Regions from separate parts of the Zea mays genome. Here region 2 is linked to region 1. A link is a contact called in public Hi-C data. All regions are on one chromosome and are shown on one strand. The core of a region is the stretch at or near the end of the contact, and the rest is flanking DNA. Distances in the headings are between cores, read along the strand shown.

What was found. Hi-C and Micro-C count contacts between places; a contact is called where the count stands out from the background.
Region 2: a Hi-C map of leaf shows a contact between it and region 1, with 8 times the contacts expected there. The contact joins the promoter of LOC100282280 here to the promoter of LOC100193200 in region 1. A contact is called at or near these places in 16 of 25 Hi-C or Micro-C datasets (ear, endosperm, leaf and 5 more) and 2 of 3 datasets of contacts at active chromatin or transcription factors (leaf and seedling).

What each region holds. Positions count from the first base shown.
Region 1 is chr10:78,718,952-78,721,651 of Zm-B73-REFERENCE-NAM-5.0, reverse strand. It overlaps LOC100193200, which reads right to left and starts at 1,360. Exons shown (of 2, transcript NM_001138354.1): 1 at 211-1,360. The coding sequence starts at 1,006. It overlaps LOC100381523, which reads right to left. Exons shown (of 2, transcript NM_001174353.1): 2 at 2,451-2,700.
Region 2 is chr10:78,957,137-78,959,836 of Zm-B73-REFERENCE-NAM-5.0, reverse strand. LOC100282280 (Putative MYB DNA-binding domain superfamily protein) reads left to right here and starts at 1,418. Exons shown (of 2, transcript XM_008663702.4): 1 at 1,418-2,535. The coding sequence starts at 1,558. The coding sequence ends at 2,511. LOC100285001 (nucleolar GTP-binding protein 1) reads right to left here and starts at 164. Exons shown (of 14, transcript NM_001370689.1): 1 at 1-164. The coding sequence starts at 106.

The sequences.
Region 1 (2,700 bases), core at 111-2,610:
ATTTTTCCAAAAAAAAAAGACTTTTGGGAGTTCGCTTGGATAGCGATTGCACGCGAAAATTGATTGCACAGCAGTTTTTCCCAGTGCATCAACTTGTTATACTTCCTGCTTCAATTTAGGACTGGCTTTTGGTAGTTTGATTGCAAAGCGAGCTTGATTCCACAGAAGTTTTTACTGATTAATAAAGACGCATATGAACCTGAGACTCACCGGTAGAACCATGAGCAAAGTGGCATTTGCTCCCAAATGGGCAGTATCCAGTCATCTCCCACTTGTTACAGATCCTTGTCTTCCAGTTGGACGGCTTCTGCACCATCACTCCGTTGGCGGAGGCAGCATTGTATCCCCCACCACCAACGGTGGGCGAGAGACTGATGGCCACGCTCTCCCGTGCCTTAGACTGCTCATCATGCAGGAAGGTGCATGTGTCACCATAGGGGCAGCCCTCTTCAGTGTAGAACTTCTTGCAGTGACGGCCCTTGAATGCCCTGCCCCCCTGCGAGCCGCCACCACTGCCACCGCCGCCGTCTCCAGCTACAACACTTCCAGATGTCATGATGGGGATCTGGTGCTCCTCCCGCTGCTCCGTGGCCTCCTCGTGGGCGGCCACGATCTCCTGCCAGTTGGGCGGTGGCTTCCGGAGCTCCTCCATGCCATGCGCGAAGTTGCAGTTGGTGACGTAGGGACAGGTCCCGGCCCGGAACTTGCAGCAGAGCTTGGTCTTGAAGAACATCTTGCCAATGGCGCGCGACTTGCTCGTGCTGCCACCGCCGCCGCTATCGCTGCCGCCGCCCCCGCCGCGAGCCTTCTTGCCCGGCGGCGGCTGCTCGCTCCCCGCCCGCGACGAGGGGTTCCGGTCGCCGTAGCCTGGTTCGGCGCTCCACTGGCGGTAGTCGTCCTCGGTGGCCCAGATGCTGGCGTCGGCGCCCGCGGCCGACGCCGCGTTGGCCCAGGCGTCGGGGCCCGCGGCGTCCGGGATGATGTGGATGGCGTTGGTGTAGTCCATCGCCGCCGCTGTCCCCAAAGACACGAACTTTGGGGCCCAAACCCTACCTTCGATCCCGCGCGCACGCGCCGGAGAAGAGAGAACCTAATCGAACAGACCACCAATTCCGTTCAGTAGGACACCGCATCTAAGAAATCCGCAACCAAATAAGCTGGATAGGGAGGACGGGAGAGAGGGATTTGGGTATGGTTTGCTCACAGCGAAGGGAATCAATCCCCCCCAAGTCGCAGTCCCGCGTGTCGACGCACCCTACCCCGCCGCTGCGGGGCCGATGTCGGCCTAAGCGCCCGCTAGTCACCGCCCGTCTCACTCTCACCTGCTTGCGGCGTCTCCCGCCGTCGTCGAGGCACGACGGCGCCACTGAACTGAACCGGACGAGCAAGTCGCCACGGCATTTGGAGCTCCTCATTTCCCTGCGTTTGTTAGGGCTGGCGTGGGCCCATGGGCCTAACCAGCTAACCTGGACGGCAGGTTTGCGGCCCAGTAGCGCTAGAACAGAAGGAAAAGGAAGCTAGGAGAGACATTGAATTGTATGTATAGTTTGGTGGATTTTCTAGTGCAACTCATTTACAAATGATTTGAGTTGTGCGTGAAGTATATCCTCTCGTTTTTTGCGCAGCTTTCTGATTTGACTCAAGAAATTTATTCCAATGTAAACTGCCGTGCTATTTGTTGACACCATGAATTGAACTCAAAAATCTGGACACCATAACCGCGGAGACGATACTGCGCAAGCTTATCAGGATGACCGGAAACATAGATGAATCATCACTCGCCAGAATTCAGGCATGCAATTTCACAATCTTGTTCATGCACGCAGCATCATCCATACTTCCTCGGGTTCAAGAAAAAAGAATCTTTACCGATTTCATCTGTTATTTTTATCTGCGCCAAAAGAAGTATGGGTAGTATAACAGGCACACTTTTCAGGGAAGATGAGACGAAGCGACGAAACATTAGGGCAAACACTGTTCATAGATAATATTAGGGCCCCAGGCATATATAGCATTTCATACACCATTAAGAGCGCAAGCACATTAGGCAATTTAGAGAATGAGTAAATTATTGGAGATAACCTAAGATAGACCGATAGAAAGGTAAAATTGCTCCATGATCATTCACATTTTCTCAAGTCTCAGCAAATCGAGCCAAATCTTACCAGTTTCATCTATTTTTCCTAAGCAACACCCCTTTTCACAAAGATAAGATCGAAGAGGAAAGAAAGTTACAGCAATGGAAACATATGAGCAAGATGTTTGGCCATCTCAGCAACCACCAAGGCCAGCTGCAGCTTATAGACATACCTATAAGATGCCCTCCGCTTGCAACAGTAACAATAGTGCATCTGAAGACCAAAACAAGAACATCACTGCACCTTTTTAAAGGGATAAAAACACTAAACAGAGCACACAAGTAATGAAGGGTAAATAGGACCAAACCAACAGAGAAAGCTATAGCTTCTCAGCTTCCGAATAGGCAAATCAATACGTACACCTGGATTAATTAGACCATAGTCACACAAACTTTGTATTGCCTCTCACAAAAAGGGAACGATATCCATAAACAAGAAAATAATAAGATCAGTTTTCAAAGTGTCATAACACAACCAGCACTTTCAAAACCGCACCAGAAAACTGGCCGCCTTCCTTTGCATTACAGCACTCGGTCACCGCCTGTGTTCTAAGTCTTCTGTC
Region 2 (2,700 bases), core at 169-2,668, 240 kb before region 1:
AGAGGTGCGTGGTGGCAGCAGGAGGAAGAGCTCGCCATGGCGGGCGCGGGCGGAGGTGTTGGAGGTGGAACACCGCACGGCCTCCTGCGGTGGCCGTGGCTCGCATCCCTTCAGTTGGCAGCAGCAACAACAGCGAGCGAGCGCTTCTGTAATCTGTAGTCTTCTGCAACGGATATGTTCCACGGACCCAACGGCCCACGGAAAATAATCGCTTGGACCAAGAGGCCAAGAGGCCAAGACCTAAAATTCGTTGTAAACACCCAATTTTTTTATTTTGTTTTTTCCGCACAAAAATTGCACAAGAATTTTATGGATGAATTTGTATAGTACCGCATCAGTCAGTTTCTCACGCCCACCATTACAGACATGATGTTGAGCAGCTGATTTGTCATCTTAGTATGATCGAACGGTCAGACAAGGCTATCCGGCTATATGTTTCGGACTGTCTGCGCTTAGGACGGTTCGAGGTCATAACCTCGAAGTTATAGTTTAGAAGGTCTGTGATTAGATTAATTTAGGATATATTTTTTATTTTGTGTGCTTATCCAACTAATCGTACGTGAATCTATTACATCTAGAAATGGATTTAGACCTCTACCCTATATACGAGAAGTACGACCGACTGAAGCATTGATCAAATCAATTTATTATCAATACCTTTGCATTCTTGCTCTAGGAGTAACGATAACTTAGCTTAGATTAGTCTTCTCCATCTCCAATCTTCACCCATTCTCGAGTTGACATTGTTTATATTCGTTTTTAAGCGGCTTGCAAATCTCAAGACAACCTTAGGATCTTTTCTTCTTGACGGGTCTCTTTCGAGAACGAGATCCAGATTATGAAGGAGATTATCGTAGCCTCTGCGCACGCGTGAATGGTTTGGCCGTTCTGAGCGGACGGTCTGCCGCCCTGCAGAGAAGAGCGACATCCTCTATGTAAGTCGTGAACGATCCAAACGCCTAGAGCGGACAGTCCACGCTCGTATGAAGAGTACTCGAGTTCTAGTTCCCCATGAGCTAAATCATGATGCATTAGGTGATTGGCCAAAGAACGCTAACACATGGCATCTAAATGCCAATCGAGCACACGATTTTTCTTTTAGCCACTGATGTATGACAAGTTCAATAAGAAAATAGGCTTTAAACTAAAAAATGACTGAACTTTTATATTTGTCAATCTCTATTATATACGCAAAATAGCTAAATTTAATCTAAAAATTATGTATAAAAGAGATCCAAATTACCAATGCTTGCTCTAAACTTACATTCTACTCATCCAACCAACTAAACACATATACCTATGTTTTATACTCTATACTTATAAATAAAATCATAGTAGCGTATAGTATACAATGTGCTTTGCTACTTTATGATTGAACCTATAAATTATAGATACAGACAATCTCACAAATCAAAGAATCATAGACACATGTGACATAATAATAAACCGACAACATTTGCCGATTGCAAAAATGCAAGGGAGGACCATTAACCACTGACCCTGTATTTCGTGTCACCTAGCGACTCCGACGAGCCCCAATCCCGCGCGCCGGTGACCATGGAGTTCATCGACCCCTGGGACTCCCAGTCCCGCGCTCGCGTCGTCCATTCCGGCGCCAACTCCACTTCGTTCTCCTCCTCCACCGCCAAAGCACCCCTCTCCCTCCGCCACGCCGCATCTTGCGCCGCCGCGGCCGTCGCACTTCTCGCCGCCGCGTTCTACCTCCTCCCGACCTACCAGATCCTCTCCTCCCTCCTCATATGGATCGCTTCGTCCCTGCTCCTCGCCCCCTTCGCGCCCTTGTCGGCCACTGGCGGCGACATCTCCGTCGGCCGAGGCCGCGTCGTTCCGGCTCCAGAACCGGCCCCAGAACCCACACCGGAACCCACGCCCGCCCCCCGCCGCGGCCGTCGCCAGAACCCAGTCCCGACGCCCACAAAACCCTCAGATCCGGGCACTCCCCCCGTCCAATCGGCCGCATCACTGCATCCGTTGCAGAAGGCGACAACTGCGGATGGAGCCGTGGTGGACGGCGGCGAGAGGGAGGAGGACGCCGGCGAGTGGACTGACCAAGAGCTGGAGCTGCTCCGGCGGCAGATGGTGAAGCACCCGGCGGGTGAGCCCCAGCGCTGGGAGAAGATCGCCGCGGTGTTTGGCGGCCGCCGCACGCCGGAGAATGTCATCCGGGCGGCAAAGTCGGGCGCTCCCGCGGCGGGAGGAAGCTCGTTCGAGCAGTTCCTACGCAAGCGGAAGCCGCTCGATCCGAGGGCCGAGGCTGCTGTCACTGCGGACGATGCGGGAGGCGCCGAGAGTGCGGACGCCGCTTGGAGCGCCGGGGATGACCGGGCCTTGCTGAACGCTCTTAAGGAGTTCCCGAAGGACACTGCAATGAGGTGGGAGAAGGTGGCGGCCTCTGTACCCGGGAAGACAAAGGCCGTGTGCATGAAGAGGATCACCGAGCTCAAGCGAGACTTCAGGAGCACCAAGACGGCATCGGAAGCAGCATCATAGGCGAAACCTGATAATTTTGGTAGGGTAAGATTCCTGCAGCCTTTTCTTCTCTTCATTCTGACACATCAGTGGAGCCATATGTTGCTAATTGTTGATCTCGATAGTTGTTAACTTTTCCAGTTATGAACAATGCTGCAATGATGTATCAATGTCGTGTTTCATTAGGAACTTAGGTGAAATTTAAGAGTT